6 separate regions of the Mus musculus genome follow, and all the other regions are linked to region 4. Evidence: chromatin contacts called from public Micro-C and promoter capture Hi-C data. All regions are on one chromosome and are shown on one strand. Each heading gives the region's core, a stretch centred on a gene start, on an enhancer-like site or on the middle of the called end of the contact. The rest is flanking DNA. Distances are from core to core; before and after follow the strand shown. Region 1 holds the start of 4930424E08Rik (a long non-coding RNA gene). Region 2 holds the start of Clybl (citrate lyase beta like). Region 3 has its middle 16 kb from the start of Gm33173. Region 4 holds the start of Stk24 (serine/threonine kinase 24). Region 5 holds the start of Gpr18 (G protein-coupled receptor 18). Region 6 holds the start of A330035P11Rik (RIKEN cDNA A330035P11 gene).

Region 1 (2,759 bases), core at 35-2,534, 740 kb before region 4:
CACACTCACACACAGCACATGTACACACTCAGTTGTTTTAAAAAAAAAAAACTTGTAAAACTAGAAAGTTTCTTCATGGCTTTACTGCCCTCCTCCATGTTAGTTCTTCTCCAGTCCTCTCTTCTGCCCTATGCCCCTATCTTTGCTACCTTGCTATTGCTGTGCAGATACACAGCCAAGCAAATTTCTAGAAGGAAGAGTCCATTTGTGGCTGACAGTTTCAGAGGGTGAGTTAGAGTCTATGAGTAGTACACCAGGGAGCTCAGTGATGGGACAGTACTGAGGGGTTATCTTGAGACAACAGCCATGAGCAGAGAGTGTGTTTACTGGGAACCTCCTCTATCAGGCTACAGCTCCTAATTCTTCTCCAACAGTTTCACCAACCAGGAGCCAAGCATACAAATGTCAGCGCCTATGGGTGCCATTCTCATTTATTTACCTTTGGGGTAAAGAGTGAGGAGGGTCTAGCCAAGCCAAGCCGAGTCCCTTTTTATAAAGTTTAAAGATGGTGGGCCAGGGAGATAGATCAGTAGTAAGTGTTTGTTGTGCAATCACGAGAACCCAGTAAGAATAGAGACATGATGGGCTGCATTTGTGATCATAGCTCTGGGGGTAGATCCCCAGGGCTTGGTGACCAGCTAGCCTGGACTAATCAGAAAGTCTCAGATCACAGGGAAATACTTTCTCAAAAACATGGATGATAGTACATGAGATTGTCCTCTGTCTCCATATGCACACACATACACAGAGGCCTAGACAGAAACACACAGACACATACACAGACATGCACAAACACACACAGACATACAGGCATAAATATATAGACATACACAGAGGAACATAGACACAGACACATACACACAGACATACAGACACACATATACACATACACACAGAGACACATGTACACACAGACACACAGACGTAGACATACAGTCACAAACACATACATATAGACACACACACACACACACACACACACACACACACACACACAAAGGTGATGACCCAGACTGTGATAAAAAACTGGACTACCTTCACAGGACCTCCTCATTCTCTTCTACCCGTAAGCTCAGTGAGGCAGAGTTAGAAGATTCGGACACTCAACCTTGGGTCACAACTCCTTCAGAGGTGTCAAATGATCCTTTCACAGGGGTCACGTACAACCATAAGGAAACATGCTTACATTATGACTCATAACAGTAGCCAAATGACAGTTATGAAGTAACAATGGAGATTTTATAGTTGGGGGTCCCCACAGCATGAGTAACTGCTAGGGTCTCAGCATTAGAAGGTTGAGGACCACTGTACTCTAGTGGGAGTCAGAATGGGGAAAGGTTTCGTGCCTGCACTGGTTGTCTGGTAATGGCTTGGTGACCTTGAAAATTTACCTAAGCTCTGCAAGCTTTGAGGTCTTTGCATGAGTCACTGTGAGCTATGGCTCTCCAGAGGTATGTTTCCTACTTTCCTGTAACTCTGCAGAGGCATGTGGAAGCGCTCAGCATATGTCTCTAGCTCCTTTCTAGGTGGATGTATGTATGCCTGGCATAAATGCAGGGCCAAGGCTCCACAAGTCCTCTACAGCTCTGTCCAGAGCTGTCCACTACACATTGTATCTTCTGCTATTGATCATGTGCACATATATTTATTCCGTCTCAAGAGTCCTGCATCCTTCTCGGGACTCTGTGGATTCAGGGATCAGGCCCCTTCTACCCAGTCCTGCATCCTTCTCGGGAGTCTGTAGATCCAAGGACAGGTCCCTTCTACCAAGTGCCTCCAGGCCTCTGGGAAGCAAGGCATACACTCTCCTCTGAGAGCTGATTTCCCAGTCCTTTCTCCTCTCCTCTCTCACTCACTTGCCACAGGCACCATCTGTTTCCTGCCTTTATCTTCCATGAGTCTTGCGAATTCTCTCCGTGCCTGCTCTTTTACTCCTGGCTGTCATGTTGTCCAGCTTTGCTATTTCTCCAAGGGCGTCTATCCTTGAAACTCGGAAAAACAACGGATTCTTTTTTTATCTCTCTTATCCACAGGGCCTCACCTTTCCCCTGAGACTGTGAATACAACTTGGCTTCATTGGATGTGAGTGAGAGAAAACAGACATGCAGGGAAAATCGCAGGCTAGTATTTGAGCAGTACCACCCACCCCATTATCGCTCTCCTTGGCTTCATCCTCCCAGTGGTTCTGCTAAGGCCCGGTTCTTATTCATCTTAGTTCTTAATCCTTTGGCATGGACGCGTCTGTGGATGTTCTGACCCTCTGTGTGACTAAAGCCCTCTGGTCAGTTCTTCCGGTCGGTTTTGCCTTTTGGATGAGGTGATAAACTCATTAGTAATTTCCTGCGGTTTGTCTGTGCTCTGAGGCAGTGAATGCTTCAGACAGTGAGTGACTCGCTCACAGAGGTGCTGCCCTCTACACTCCCCTCTTGTCTTTCATTTCTTTCATTTGTCCTCATTAATAAAGGGCTACTCTCAAATCTCTCTAAGTTTGTATTCTCACTTGAAGCTATCTATCTATAATAAGCATATTATATTACTTCAGCGGAACCTGACAGAAACCCAAATAGGCATTGAGGTCTATTTAAATGAGCATTGGAGCTGGGGTGGAGCTCAGTTGGTTGAGTGCTTCCTACCATGCATGAATCTCTGGGTTCTACCTACATCACACCTTTAACTCTGCTTGATGGTAATGCCTGAAATTCTAGCACCCACAAAAATCACAAGTTCAAGGTCATCTTGGGATACACAGTTCAAGAGCA
Region 2 (2,800 bases), core at 229-2,728, 800 kb after region 4:
CCTCCCCTCAATCCCTCTGACCCCCTCAGGTGCAAAACTTGCAATAACTCTTTTGTGCATGTAACTGACGCCTTACGTGACTTTTATTGATAAATAAAAACTCAAGGCCGGGCGGTGGTGGCACACACCTTTAATCCAAGTACTTGGGAGGCAGAGGCAGGCAGATTTCTGAGTTCAAGGCCAGCCTGGTCTACACAGTGAGTTCCAGGACAGCCAGGGCTATACAGAGAAACCCTGTCTCAAACAACAACAACAACAACAACAACAACAAAAGTTTTAAAAACTCAAACCCCCAGACCTGTGTTTTTACTGGTGGATGGATGGCCATAGAGAAGTGTAACAGGACAAAGAGTGTGATCTAGTATCTGGAGACAGACAAAGCTTGCCTGCTCAGTCTCTTAGTACAAGATATAGATGTGTAAATTAGAGATGGAATGGGTGTTCCTGATACTGCTTTGTCTCAGGCTCCATTTTGGCGGAACAGACTGGGGCCCGCAGTGGAGACAGGAAAGTGGGATGGTCCTCACTGGGTGCAGGCAGGAGAGGTCCGGGTGGGTGTGAGGGGGCCTCACAGAGGGTTTGAACAGTCTGCCCTGTTGGTATCATAAACTAAGCGATAACTCAGTCTTGCAGATATTCGGCATCTGTGCTGCCACTCTGGCTACAAAGGACTTCTGGGGTCTTTTGTTTTTGTTTTTCGGGACAGGGTTTCTCTGTGTAGCCCTGGCTGTCCTGGAACTCACTCTGTAGACCAGGCTGGCTTCGAACGCAGAAATTCTCCTGCCTCCCAAGTGCTGGGATTAAAGGCGTGAGCCACCACGCCCGTCTGGGGTCTATTTTTTAATCCAGCTTCCGACAACGACTTTGAGTGTCAATTCAGAACAAACGGAACGTAGTGACCACCAAAATCAAAACTGCAGAGGTAGAAGACAGAGGAATGGTGGAGGGTGGAGAGTGGAAAGGACCAGACACTAGGTAGGGCACCACTGGATTAGGAAAGACGACCGATGGCAGCTTCTCTCAGTTTCCGGAGACCCGCAGGCATTGGGAAGGGGCCTGTGTGGGTCCCAAGCCTGCACCTTTTCAGGTAGAGCCCATTTGCTTTGACCACTTTTAGCTTATGCACCATCGCAGGCTCACCGACTGTGTTAGGGGCACGTTGATAATAAAAACAGCAAAAAAGCCCCTCGGAAACCTAAATCTTCTCTGCCAGAGAAAACCCAAGTTTCTCTAACTCGTTTCAGAAGCGGGCGGAGCATTGGGTCACCAAAGCCTCCGCGCAGAGCCGCGCAGGGCTCGCAGAGGATTGGAGTGGCTAACGAGGGCGGGCGTGGTTTTGGAAAGAGAAGCGTTGCATGGGGCCTCGCCAGCAGAAGCAAGGTGGGGCTGAGTCTGGCTGGACTGGCCTGGGCTGTGGCAAGCGGGGGGCCGGGCTAAGCCTGGTAGGGCGGGCGTGGCCGAATCCAGCTAGGCGGGGCGAGGGCGGGGCGTAGGCGGGCCAGTCGGGAAGATGGCGTTGTGCGTGCTGCGGAACACGGTTCGTGGAGCGGCGGCGCTGCCCAGGCTGTGAGTTCAGGTTCTCTGTCCCCGCCACGCGGCGAAGGCGGTAGCCAGAGTGGTCTCTGGAGCCTGCATGGGCACTCTAGCCCGATACCTCTGTGCCTCCGGTCCTTGACCTCTGCCAAGGTCGCTGCGGCTGCTGCCTCCCAGTGGGAGGGCTTTGCGTGGACCCGGGCAATGGGTACAAACGTTACTGGGTTGGCAGGGCTGTCAGCATCTGGCATGTACCGCGCTAACTTAGGGGCGCTCTGGAGTAGCTGAGACGCTCACCCCACCTATGTGAAGCACAGTGGTTCCCAAATGTTGTTCTCTGGACCCACTTACCCAACCAAGAATGACTGAGGGTTCCAAAAAGCTTTTGCCAAAATCTGCTCATGAAAAACACTGAATTTTTTTTAGGTGAAAAGAGCATATATTTTGAAGTTTTCTTTGGTTTAACAAGAGACTTTAAGTCTTACGTCATCAGCTTTGGAGTAGATATTTGAAAAGAATTCCATGACTTGGGGAGTGGAGGCAGGAGGACGCAGGTTAAAGGCTACACTTAATCTACATAGCAAGTTTGAGGCCAGCCTGGCCTACATAGCAATACTAGTTGGTAAAGGAACTGTAGATTGTCACAAACAGTGACCCTCCCTCATGACACTTGCCTATCTGTTAACTGCACGTGTCCTGAGTTCTCCTTTAAGGTGTCTTGCCTATTGTGAGGAAACAGGATCAGAGACTGTCTCAAAGTCCCACGGAGCGATGGAGCCAGAGTTCACAGTTTAGCGTTTTTTACATCTTTTGTGTTGTGCTTCATGATTTACCCCAGACCCATGACAGGACCCATATGGTCTTAGGCACCTCATTTTCTCATCTGTGGCCTTGCACCCTGGCTGGAGGAAAATCACTCCTGGAACCTGAGTGGTGGTAAGGGAGGGGTCCTGGGCCAGCCCAGAGATTCCGTTTCTGAAGTGTGAAAGGACCAGTCCTGACCGCACACAGTCACCACTTCTAATAGGCTTGGAGCTTAGTGTAAACTCCTTTTTATCACCACCACCCTGCCCCCCATACCATGCATCATCTCTATCAAGGGCAGGTACTTGGCTTTAGTGAGCCAATTGTGCTAGTGTGGTCCTAGTAAACCCACCAGAGGATGTAAGTGCTGTCTGGGACCAGTAGGCTACTTCTGGAGGCTCCTTGCTTATTTTCAGAGTGTCTGAACCATTGCTGAGCACGCAGGGGCCATTCAAGACCAGAA
Region 3 (2,752 bases), core at 211-2,710, 550 kb before region 4:
GCTGGGCGGGGCAACGCTCCAGAGCTGGTTCTCTATGATAGGCGGGGGCGGGGCGATGCTACAGAGCTGGTTCTCTATGATAGGCAGGGGCGGGGCAACGCTCCAGAGCTGGTTCTCTATGATAGGCGGAGGCGGGGCAACGCTACAGAGCTGGTTCTCTCGACGTTCATGCGTACTGGGAATGGAGCCATAGCACCATGCCTGCACAACACACACTTTTGCACACTGGGCTATCTCACTGTCCACCCCCCCCCCAAGACATCTCATTCCCCCCCACTAAGCTATCTCACTGCCCCCCTTACTGAGTTATCTATCTCACTGTTTCCCCCACTGAGCTATCTCACTGTCCCCACTGAGACATCTCACTATCCCCACTGAGTCATCTCACTGCCCCCCACTCAGCTATCTTAATGTCCCCCCACTGAGCTATCTCATTGTCCCCCCACTTGGCATTTATAATTGGACCAAGTTTTAGGCATCCCCAGAAGTTTTATTACACTGATTATTTCAGTGCAAATCAGGACAAAGTATTGACACCTCTCAGGTTGTTTAATTAAACTATGATTATTTTAAATGAACAACCGATAGTCTCTCTACAATGTGCCATTCTTCTAGGTAACGAGGACAGTGTTGATCATCAACAGCAGACAGCACATGGGACTTGCTAGTGGTGTTCAGAGCGGGCAGCTTTCTCCCAGCAATGCTAACCCAAGGTCGAGTTCACTAATTAGCCACTGAGGTACACTTTGCTACAATATCGATTCCAGGCCTTTTCCTTCAACAGACACCCAATTAAATTGTCTTGGTCAAAACAGAAGTAATTGAGACTCCCAGAACAGCTGTAAAGATCAGGTGGGGTAGAGAGAATCCCTTTAGCTCAGACAATAAACCCTGCAGCTCAGCACACGGCCTCGGGTCCTGCTACCCCATTCCCCGGCTCTCAGAAGGAAACGTCTCCAAGCTGGTCTTACTCACAGGCTTCACTCCACTGCATATGCAAAACTTGCTAAGAGACTAAGTGTTCTTGTGAAGAAGGAAAAAAAAGGAGGTATGTGAGGTGACAAATATGCTAACTAACTTGGAATCATCATCTCACAACTTGCAGTTTGTCCTGTACATTGTAAGAAAGCTTGGGGGAAATACGCTAGATTAAAAGGGGCATTCATAGTACTGATATTTGACAAAGCCACTTAGATACGCTTTTCTCGAACGAGTCCTAAGGCGTGCCACTTGTTCCTGAACAGTGTGTGTGCATTACAACAATCCAGTTTGACACTCCCTGAGTTCTGTATCTTATTGGTCGGTATTTGTGATTTGTAGCTCAAAGCTTTGTGCATCACAGGTTATGCACACAGCGTCCACGAGAGGGCGATATAGCCTCGCTTTTAAGTCCTACACCGTCAGCGCAAGCGCGGCAAGAGTTCGCGAGCTAGGGGAAATCATTACCAACTTCCTTTCCACGGTGAAGTCAGTGACCCTTCTGTCACTTGGCAAAGCAAGCCAGGCAGCGAGCCTCGAAAGGCCGTCCTTTAAGTTAATGATTTATTGATTTTGCTGCCTGGTTTTGCTTTCACTGAGCCGGAGAGAAGGGGGTTGTCTTTTTAAACGTTCGTAGCTTGTTTGCTAGAATTCTAAACAGAAAGCTAAGCCTTCCTAGTGTGTTGGAATGCTCCATGTATGCAGTGGCTTTGTGGATGCTGACTGAGGACCTGCCCCCTAGCTGTTTAGTTCAATGAGAAGAAAGCAGGAAGACCAGAGATAATATAAGCGACCCAGCTGCCCTAGGGTTGCATTAGACCCAGCCCTTGACCAGAGCCTGGCCTCAACTTCTCAGCGTGGGTTTGCACAAACCACAAGTGAGGCCAGCTGCTCAGAGAATGAGTCAGCCCCCAGAATTCCATATGCAAATAAAGACAGAGCCGTTCCCCCAGACGCCTGGATGAGTTCCTGGAAGATCAGAATGCTTGGCAGTTCCCACTGAAGGTTTGAAGCCGCTGGCTGACTTCTTCTGCACATGAGATCTGACTCCTAGCATCGTTTGCACCCTGGAGACCAGGAAAGACCATACTGCAATGTGCTATGTGTCCATGTCAAGAGGTCTCTGGTTTTGTGCCTTTTTGCCCCATGATAGAAGTTGTTCTGTTTCAGAACAAGTGAGACGTCAAAATAAGAAAAGGGGTGGGTCTCACTGCAGATACTTCAGTCTTTAAGAGAAGAAATGGTTCCCTGTGGTTAGCAAAAGAGCAGAGCTCAGACTACCTCTGTTCAGAGCCTGAAGCACAAAGTTCTCCAGGGAGAAGAGGAGACCACACAGCCAACCCCAGGGTCTTCTTACCTCCTGGAATGGCCACTCTTCTGGATAGCTTTATGTCAACTTGACACACGCCAGAGTCATCTGAGAGGAGGGAACATCAATTAAGAAAATGCCTCCACACTGTAATTGGTAGGGGTGGCCCTAGCCTACAGTGGGTGATGCCATCTCTGGACTGGTGGTCATGGGTTCTATAAGAAAATAGACTGAGCAAGACAGACGAGGCAAACCATGCAGAGCAAACCAGTAAGCAGCACCCATCCGTGGCCTCTACATCAGTTCCTGCCGCCAGGTCCTTCTCCTAAGTCCTGTCCTGATTTTCTACAGTGATCTGGAAGTGTTAAGCTAAATAAGTCCTTCCTTCCCCAGCTTGCTTTTGGTCATGATATTTCATCACAGCAATAGAAACCCTAACTAAAGCAAGTTGGTATCAAGATGGTA
Region 4 (2,700 bases), core at 81-2,580:
ATAACCTTGGATATTCTGAGGTGTTTTGTTTTTTTTTTGTTGTTGTTGATTTTTGTTTGTTTTTTTTTAAGCAAAACTCTTCCGTTCACTTCCTTGGGAAAGCAAAACTTTGACTGGTCTTGCTATCTTAATCGCAATCATTATGTCTGTATTTATTATATACGCTCACAAACTTTACAAGTTTGAACAGACAAGTGATTGTTTTTCAAAGTGCAGAAAACCATCCTCAATAGCAAAAAAAAAGTTCGTGCATCCATATAAACTTGAAATTCAACTCCGTCCCCTCACCGCCCCCTTCCCCTCCGAAGAAAAAGTCACTGGCAGGCTAAGAAGATACAAAGTGTGCACCAAGAAGCCCGCTAGCACACAGTTCCTCTGGATGCCAACCGGTCTCAAAGTGAAAGTCCAGCAGCGGAGTCCTGGCACCCGAGGGATGAACCTGGGCTCTGCACACCAGGGCGCTCGCGGAGGTGTGGGTTCCGCCTCCCGAGTTTGCAACCTCGCACTTTCCGCACCAGAACTACAGGCTCCGATGCGAGGTTACATCTTCCTGCACCCCGCCCTGCGGCCCGCCCGGACTGTGACCAGCCGGGGCGCGCTCCCGCCCTGCGCTCGGGTCTCCCGCTTGAGGGGTCTGGGGAGGGACTTTTGCTAACTGAGGACGGACCCCAGAGTGCCGCTATCCCTGTCCCAGGCCCACATAGGGCCCAGGCACCAAAGCGGGGCCTCCAAGGACACTAGTTCAGACTCCTGCCCGGGATGGGCGCTCGGCCTGCGCGTCGGACTTGGGGAGCGCAAAGCTCCTGCACCCCACCTCGGCCCCAGGCCGCAGACCCCAAAGCCCCTCCACGTGCATACACCCGAGATCCCCGCCGCCCGAGTCGGCGAAGATCCCGGAGAAGCGGGCCCGGCTGGTTGGGGGGAGGGGGGGCGTGTTGACACCGCCAAGTTGCCCGCTTCCGCCCTGGCCGCAGCCCGACCGGGCCACCCCAACCTACCTGCATGCCCGGCAGGCCCGACTGCACCGGGGAGTGGGCCATGGCGCTCGGCGCCGCCACTTCCTGGCCCGGGACGCGCGGAGCCGCGCGGCGAGCAGGCCCGGGGCCGCGCGCAGCCCTCGGGTGGCGGGGCGGGCTCTGGAGCCCGAGGCCACCGCACCCCGGGGACGGTCTCAACGAAGGTTGGCGGGCCGCGGCCCCATACACTGAGCCTGGGGCGGGCAGTGGGGGGCGCGGGGGACGTCTCGAGACTGCGGCTGCTTCTCCAGGGATCCCGTCGCTGCGCCGCCGCGGTGCTCAGGTCGAGCCGGGCGGCCTGGGCCCGCGAGCGCTGGCCGCCTGGAGCCGAGTGGGCGCGCACAGTCCGCCGCGCCCCGCCCCGGCCCGGCCCCCGCGCCCGCCCCCGCGGCCCGGCCGGGGACCCCGCCCCGCGCTTCCGGGAGGGGGAGGGGGAGGGGAGGAGCCGCCGGGCGCCCTAGGCCGCAGTCGCGCCTCCCTGCGGGCGCGCAGGCGGGGTCCCCGGGGCCCGGCGGGCAGGCGGGCGCTCTCGGGTGCTGTGCGCCGGGGTCCTTCGGAACCGCGGGGTGGGCCTCGCGCGCGGAAGAGAGCTGAGTTTGGGGGAGCGAAGAGCACCGCCCACTCCTACCCTTCCCTCTCCACCCGCCCTGGCCCTCCAGAGGCCAGAGTCTGCACTCGGGGTGTCCCCAGAGGGGCCTAGCCTGGGGCCTATTCCAAAAGCCCCGGCCGGAGCGTCCTCACTGTACGAAGTTTCCAGCCAGATCAAGGAAGAAACCCCAAGGGTAGAGAGGGCGGTTTGTGTGCACTGCCTTGGGTACTGAACTCAGCCTCGCCTGGGCCGCCGGCTGTGGAAACTTAGCTGGACAGAGGAAGGGCTGGGCCCCGCCATCTCTGCGCTGCGCACAAGAAGGGAAAAGTGGGGTGCGGAGGGGTGCTGGAGGAAGGGAAGACAATAGAAGGAAACCGCGTCCCGACTCTTACCCAGCCCTCCCCTCGCTTCACTGCTCCTAAGGCCGTAGGCCCTCTCTGGGCACCAGCTCTGCCCTCCTCCTAAGCTGCCGCTTCTGCAGCAAACAAGGAAGGATGGAGTGAATCCATGCGGTTCCAGGAAGTACTTTATTTACAAGTGGCAAATAGGAAGTGGTCTAAGAGTCAGAATCGCTGTGTCTCTCGCCATAGGGACCCTGAGGCCTCATTCAGGAGTGCCCGCTTTGCCCCACAGCTGTGCAAGGTTAACCATACAAAATGAGTCCCCAAGAGTTCAGAAATAGAGGACGCATAAATCCTCGACTAAGGTAGAGAAGAGATTATTCTCTGAGGTGTCCTTGTATTCCAAGAACACAGGCTCCCTCTGGGTCCTGCATCAGAAGTTAAAGTAAGCCGAATACCCTTTGGAAACCTAGCCTAGGAGACCTCCAGGATGCTAAGATGTATTAGAAGGCTTGCATGATTACTCCTGGTCACCTGACTGAGATGCGTTGCCACTTCTAAAGAGTAAACTGAAAACATTAAAAGTATGAACCCATATAACCAAGAGTTTATGTGTTCCCTAAGCAGAAGAAACCTAAAAAGAAAAGAAAAAAAAATGGAGTACTTAATGAATACAAGGGAAAATGATCAAGACCATGAATCTTGAAAAGGCATATATTATTCAACCTCAAATTCTACCTAGAATAACATGAAA
Region 5 (2,908 bases), core at 392-2,891, 540 kb after region 4:
CATCTCTCTGAAATAGGAGGGTGGATAAGGAATTTTCCTTAAGAAAGTCACTTTGCAGCGTGCTGATGTTTAATTCAGCTCTGAATCTTTCTTTAGTGAAACAATAGGGAGGATTAACAGCCTGTGGCTGGCTGATGAGAGTTAGTTTGAACAGTTGGGTAGACAGGACCAGGTACTGTGTGCTTTCTCCTTTGGTCCCATTGTTGTTTGCCACATAATTGGCTTAAATGTGATTTTGGAATAAAATCCTATATATCTAAAAACCTGTATTAAAATTTCCAAATAAGGCTGAGAATGGTAGCAACATGCTTTTAACTCTAGCACTTCTGAGGCAGAGGGAGGGGGAATCTCTGTTTGAAACTAGTTTGCTCTACATAGCACCCCCAAAATGTATATAACTAGAATACTAGTTTCTACGCAAATAAGAAAATTACTGCATAGTAAGGTTAAATCTTTAGTATTAAGCAAAGGAGACTTAGAGGCTTAAACACTGTGGTCTTTAAAGAAGCCTCTGAGGTATAATGAAGTCCTGGTCTTTCCTCTATCACCATTCTCCCTGGTGTTGTCATGAAAACACCTGTATCTACAGGCTGTCCTTCCCTGGCTGCTTTTCTGTAGTCCACCTGCCCCAGTTTTCACTGTGCTCAGTGCGATGCTCGATGCTTGTGTCTCTGTATTACCATCCGGACTATGTTCTGCACGATTTTGAGCGAGTGTTGAAAACCGATTGTCTTTCAGGTTAACTTTTGAAAACTTAAGTACCATGACTATCTGTAGGTTTTGTGTTTTTTGTTTTTATTTTTTTTTAAATTGAAGCCAAGTAATTTCATGAAACAGTAATTGAAACTATATGACAAAGACATTGAATTATGTTATGATGTACTATGTCATCAACATAATGTGTTAAATGACAGGGGAATGAGAGCGAGGCCTCAGTCCTACACCAAGAACTACTAGCAGCTTCTGTGCTAAAAGTGGGAGCAATAGGCCTCCCTCAGGAAGAGCCCACCAACTGGTTATCCAGTACTAAACGGTCAGCTCTGAAAACACGTGTGAGTAACACTACACAGAAAAGCAGGTTATATGTATTTAGGTGTGTGTGTGTGTGTGTGTGTGTGTGTGTGTAACAACAATTAAGAGAAGGAGGCCATGAATTTGTAAGCGGTTAAGGAGGGTCACGTGGGAGGGTTTGGAGGGAGGAGAGGGAAGAAATGATGTAATTATATTGGAATCTCAAAAATAAAATAAAAACATTTAAAACTCTACACTTAACTATTAATAAAAAATATTGAAAATGAGCGCTGAATCCTGGGAAAAGAATAACCAGTTGTTTCAAGGTCTTCATCTGATGGAACAGAAGTTTTGAGTTTAGTAAACACAACATTACTTCTGATAATGGTTTGCCATGAAATTAATTGAATGCAGCTTACCTCCTGTCTGTCAAAGGCTGTCTGAGAGGTGACCGTTTGCCGCTCTGCCCAGTCCCAGAGAGAGAGTGCTCAGAGTCGCCTGTGTTAGGTAGGTGGTGTCTCTGTGCTGTGTCTTGTTGGAGGGTTGTTGAGATGTAGTACCGATAGTGGGGTTGGTCTGCTGAGCTCTGAGCACTGCTCTGCCGTTTTCAGGAAACGCTCTGAAATGAGACACTCAGCGTGGGACTTTACCCTGGATGTGGTTTTCTCTTTCACAAGTGATTTGTTTATGAAGTCCTGCTCATCTCGGGCTGCTCTTGAAACAATGGCATATCTTGAAGAAAGGCAGATATTCTTGAATTAACTGCTTGTTTTGATGTTTGAAGTTTGTGTCACTTACAGGCAGGAGATTTGACACTGGGCAAAGCAAGGTTCAAAGCCTAGCTGCTTTCTAAGCTCCTCGACTTTGTCTAGCCTTTTGTTGTTCCTGTGTAGTTCCTATCCAGTTGAAATGCATAGCACTCATGTGATAGGATTGAGAACTCCTCTCCAGAAAAGTCCTGCCTGAAAGAGAGCAACTGCCACCCTGCCACCTCGGTCACCTGTCATCTTCTCCATGGCCCTGCTCTGCTCTGCTCTGCCCTGCCCTGCCCTGCAGATCTGTTCCTGGATCCTGTAGGTACTTCCTACACTTTGTCCATTTTCTATCTCAGGGAAGACTTGCAGTAATTTTTTTCTTGCATGAACATCCATGTAAACCATGGGAAGGACTGGGGAATTTACATGTAGCTGGAAGAATTTATATGTAGCAGTGTTCTCAGCTGAGAAGGGAAGTGAAACCCACAGAAGGGAGGATTGGGCAGCCCAGAGCATCGCTGTCTAGCTACTCTGAGTTTAACTTTCTCTTTAAAGTAGCCCAGCCCTTGTCCAGTTCTAAGTATCTCTACATTGGCTACACATTATTTGCCAGCCTTTAAATGGTGCCTAAGCTTAGCTGCTTCTGTGTCTATAGTGTGAGCGATTTAAACTGGCTCCTGTCATCTTGTCTGTCCTGTTTTGAGACGGGGCCTTACTGGCTGCTTTGGAGCTGTGTTGACCAGGTTGGCTTTGAACTTACCCTGGTCTTCCTGTCTCTGCCTCCTGAGAGCTGGACTCCAGCTGTCAGCCACCACAGCTGCCACAGCGTGAACTTGAGGTAGTTTGAGAACCTTGCTTCTTTTCCCAGAAGTGCTAAACTTTCATTCTACAAAAGGTACTGACGTTAGCTGTGCTAACAAACCACTGGGTGCCGTGGGAGCCTTCCAGAATAATGTGCTATAGAGCCACTGGAGACCACTGCAGCAGTTCCTGTGTGGGTGAGAGGTGATTGCCTTGAAACCTTCTCTAGACATGCTTTGGCATTGCCAAGTTACATCATAATTGTTTTATATGAAGTTATGTTTTTTCATATGCTACACAGGTCAGCCACATGGATACCTCTTGACTGGGACCCAGTGTGT
Region 6 (2,700 bases), core at 91-2,590, 730 kb after region 4:
CAGCGAGCAGCATGCCAGCTATGGACAGTGAGATTGTCACAGGTAGAAAAAAGTAGTAATGGCAAGGTTGGAGCGGGAGCTACGGCAGTGAAGGTCTAGTTTGGTATTATCAGAAAAATAGGTAAGGTGTGTGGGGGGTGTTAATCCTACCTCTTTATATTTGGAGACAGCTGCTTCCTTTTTCGACAAAGGGCGTTGTCTTGACTTAGCCCAAAGTTCAGTATGTGCATGTATTTGAGATGGTGTGCGCTGATGGACACGCCTCCTTTTGTTATAAAAGTGGTCAGGACCGCCTGGGACAACTACTATATCACCTATTTTTTTGTGATATAGTATTTTTTAACTTAATCTTTACCACTCTTTGAGAGGGTGAGCACCCTTGTCTTCTCTTCTAACTTTCATTTCTCCAGTGATGAACCCATGCCCAGAGGCACATCGCTAGATCACAATGTTCCAAAGCCAGGACGCTCAGCCAGTACAAATTACCTTTGATGTTAAAGCTCTTTTTAGGTATGTCAGTAGTTCTTTCTGTAGGTGCTAGAGCCATTGAAAATCTGGTTAGTTGTAAACTTTGGGGAAGGGAGCAATATATGAGCACACAGAAAAAATTTAATAGCATGAGACTACAAACTTTTTTGAATTTACCTATTTTCTGAATTTGCCTTTTCTTGAATTTGGGGGTTACAGTCATCCAGGACTGTGTTTTATATTCTAAGATGATGCACTTGGGGAAGAATTCGGTTGAAGTCTAAAACTCCATGGGCTTTTTATGCTAAACTTTTCTCCTCCTTGAGCATAATGCTTGCGCACTAACACAGAGACATAACCATTTCCCATTATCAATGGGAAAAGCTATGCACCTTGTCGAAGAGTAATAATGCCGTAATAGTCTTCCTTAACACGACTGCTTTGCTTAACTAAGCCCCGGTATCTTCATTGCAACCTGCCATTGCTACTTTATATTTACTACCCTCTCTCATCTATCTCATTTCGACTTTCTGAAAGATATGTTTGTTGTGTGCACACTTCTCCCACACAAGAATGTCCCAGCATTTCCGATGCTTAGGAATTATTCTTGCAAATAACCTCTAAGAGCTGTTTAAAGATTTACGAACCGCTCTTTCCATTTGTTCCCTTACCCTGGCCCCAACTAGGTAACCCCTGAGCTCTGCCTCATCGACCAACTCGGTCTCCATCAGAAAGTACTTGGTTCATCAGTCCTGAGCGGACTGACGGGTATGAGGTGACAGAGGGCAGAGAAGAGGTGCGCCCGAGAAGCGCGGCGCTCTGGAGCGCCACGGTGGAACCTGGAACCCGACTGTGGGTGCCGGAAGCGCGCAGGCGGAAGTCACCCAGATCCCGGAACGCGGATCTCTTGGCCGCCCCGCCCGGAAAGAGCCCGCTGCGCTTGCGGCGCCGGCACTGAGCATGTGCGTGCGGCCCCGCGCATGCTCCGTGGAGGCCCGCTTCGGTTTCTGTCGCGGGGCCCGCGGTGTCTCCTAGCGTAACCGGAACTAGCCGTTGCGGGCCGGCCTTCTCTGCGCTCGGGCCTTGAGGTGATCTCCGAGCGCCCCGGACCCCTCCTTCCTCGCCGTCCCCCTCGGCTCGGCCGCTCGCCTCTCACAGCCGCCGGCATGAGCTCCAGGCCGCCAGCGTCGCCGCCAGCGCAAGGCTCCAGGTTGCTGCTGCTGTCGCTGCTCCTGCTAGGGACGGTCCCAGGCCCGCGCCCGGGAAGCGCCTTCTACCTGCCCGGCCTGGCGCCGGTCAACTTCTGCGCCGAAGAGAAGAGCAACGAGTGCAAGGTGGGGGAGGCCTGTCGGGCTGCGCGCCGCGGTGGGAGCGGGGTCTAGGAGCGGGGTCAAGGAGCGGGAAGGGGCGTAGCTGTGGGTGGGGTCGCATTTCGAGCCGCGACGGGACGGGGGCCTGCGGACCCCGGGTGGTCCCCGCGGGCTCGTCGCTGCAGCTCGGGGCGCTTTGCCCGGACCCCGGCGGCTTGCGGAGCGCCCTTGGACTGGCCTGCACGCAGGTACGCGGTGACCCGATGCCCACACGGGGCGCTCCCAGCCGAGCGACAACTTCCAGTAACTTAATTTCGTAGCTCACTGTTTTATTGCACTTTCCTAGAACTCCTGGTCATGACGGCTTATTCTCTCTAGGACTTTGATACCGAACTTCAAGAATACTAGTTGATCATTTAACCTGTGGATTGTGACGCATTCTAACCCTCCTTGAAAACCGCGTTAATAAAGACTAGTTGTAGTTAAGTTTAGTCCCTGGCCTTTAAATTTTTTTTTAAGCTATAAAATTTTTAAGAGACCCCCAAATGGGTTTCTCCGCGATGGCTTTAAACACTTAAAAAGCAGCAGAGAGCGGGAGAAAGAACCTGCCTTGAAAATGTTGGTTTCGTAGGCCATCCGCCCACACGTTTTTCAGTTTACCAGCTGAAAGCAGCTTTTAGGTATCAGGTGTAGAGCATCACAATACACCATTATTTCGTAAAGTTACTAAAACTTAACCATTTGGAGGATCCAGGGCCTCTCAGAAACCGTTAATTTTAATACTTCAAATAATGGTTAAGAAAACGTTTACACTTTTTATTTACTAAAATTTTAAGCTGGTGTTTATTTTATGACTCTTAGCTATACCACAGTTGTGAATTTTGAGGTTGTTTTAGAGTATTAGGGAGGCTATTAAAGTTTT

Evidence for each region. Promoter capture Hi-C pulls out the DNA fragments that hold promoters and counts their contacts. Hi-C and Micro-C count contacts between places; a contact is called where the count stands out from the background. Capture Hi-C pulls out chosen DNA fragments and counts their contacts.
Region 1: a contact with region 4 is called in a promoter capture Hi-C map of hippocampal neurons, with 2.6 times the contacts expected there. The contact joins the promoter of 4930424E08Rik here to the promoter of Stk24 in region 4. A contact is called at or near these places in 2 of 39 promoter capture datasets (hippocampal neurons and stem cell-derived epiblast-like cells).
Region 2: a contact with region 4 is called in a promoter capture Hi-C map of liver, with 2.0 times the contacts expected there. The contact joins the promoter of Clybl here to the promoter of Stk24 in region 4. A contact is called at or near these places in 1 of 39 promoter capture datasets (liver), 1 of 484 Hi-C or Micro-C datasets (the G1E-ER4 cell line) and 2 of 115 datasets of contacts at active chromatin or transcription factors (bone marrow-derived macrophages and memory CD8 T cells).
Region 3: a contact with region 4 is called in a Micro-C map of embryonic stem cells, with 3 times the contacts expected there. The contact joins the enhancer-like site here to the promoter of Stk24 in region 4. A contact is called at or near these places in 13 of 39 promoter capture datasets (the 3T3-L1 cell line, 3T3-L1-derived adipocytes, the C10 cell line and 8 more), 7 of 484 Hi-C or Micro-C datasets (the Ba/F3 cell line, cerebral cortex, cortical neurons and 3 more), 10 of 115 datasets of contacts at active chromatin or transcription factors (the NIH/3T3 cell line, T-cell acute lymphoblastic leukemia, astrocytes and 7 more) and 1 of 9 other capture datasets (adipose tissue).
Region 5: a contact with region 4 is called in a promoter capture Hi-C map of liver, with 2.3 times the contacts expected there. The contact joins the promoter of Gpr18 here to the promoter of Stk24 in region 4. A contact is called at or near these places in 4 of 39 promoter capture datasets (cranial neural crest, liver and pre-B cells), 1 of 484 Hi-C or Micro-C datasets (pre-B cells) and 2 of 115 datasets of contacts at active chromatin or transcription factors (bone marrow-derived macrophages and effector CD8 T cells).
Region 6: a contact with region 4 is called in a promoter capture Hi-C map of liver, with 3 times the contacts expected there. The contact joins the promoter of A330035P11Rik here to the promoter of Stk24 in region 4. A contact is called at or near these places in 3 of 39 promoter capture datasets (the C10 cell line, liver and pre-B cells), 2 of 484 Hi-C or Micro-C datasets (both in embryonic stem cells), 1 of 115 datasets of contacts at active chromatin or transcription factors (memory CD8 T cells) and 1 of 9 other capture datasets (liver).

The regions. Positions count from the first base shown.
Region 1 is chr14:120,635,738-120,638,496 of GRCm38.p6, forward strand. 4930424E08Rik (a long non-coding RNA gene) reads left to right here and starts at 1,285. Exons shown (of 2, transcript XR_383786.1): 1 at 1,285-1,451; 2 at 2,034-2,481.
Region 2 is chr14:122,180,216-122,183,015 of GRCm38.p6, forward strand. It overlaps Clybl (citrate lyase beta like), which reads left to right and starts at 1,479. Exons shown (of 8, transcript NM_029556.3): 1 at 1,479-1,566. The coding sequence starts at 1,511.
Region 3 is chr14:120,830,616-120,833,367 of GRCm38.p6, forward strand. No RefSeq gene overlaps it. Among named protein-coding and RNA genes, the nearest start is that of Gm33173, 16 kb to the right of the region's middle. Within about 2 kb of position 1,461, at least 277 of the 459 cell types and tissues checked have an H3K27ac peak or open chromatin away from gene starts, as enhancers often do. A contact at or near this core is called in 3T3-L1-derived adipocytes, the Ba/F3 cell line, the NIH/3T3 cell line and 14 more, where this site is marked.
Region 4 is chr14:121,377,900-121,380,599 of GRCm38.p6, forward strand. Stk24 (serine/threonine kinase 24) reads right to left here and starts at 1,331. Exons shown (of 11, transcript NM_145465.2): 1 at 999-1,331. The coding sequence starts at 1,040.
Region 5 is chr14:121,914,247-121,917,154 of GRCm38.p6, forward strand. Gpr18 (G protein-coupled receptor 18) reads right to left here and starts at 1,642. Exons shown (of 2, transcript NM_182806.2): 1 at 1,431-1,642. All of the region lies in intron 4 of Ubac2 (ubiquitin associated domain containing 2), which reads left to right. Gm46485 (a long non-coding RNA gene) reads left to right here. Exons shown (of 2, transcript XR_001781471.2): 1 at 1-2,771; 2 at 2,869-2,908.
Region 6 is chr14:122,105,634-122,108,333 of GRCm38.p6, forward strand. It overlaps A330035P11Rik (RIKEN cDNA A330035P11 gene), which reads right to left and starts at 1,341. Exons shown (of 4, transcript NR_015586.3): 1 at 151-1,341. Tm9sf2 (transmembrane 9 superfamily member 2) reads left to right here and starts at 1,449. Exons shown (of 17, transcript NM_080556.3): 1 at 1,449-1,802. The coding sequence starts at 1,635.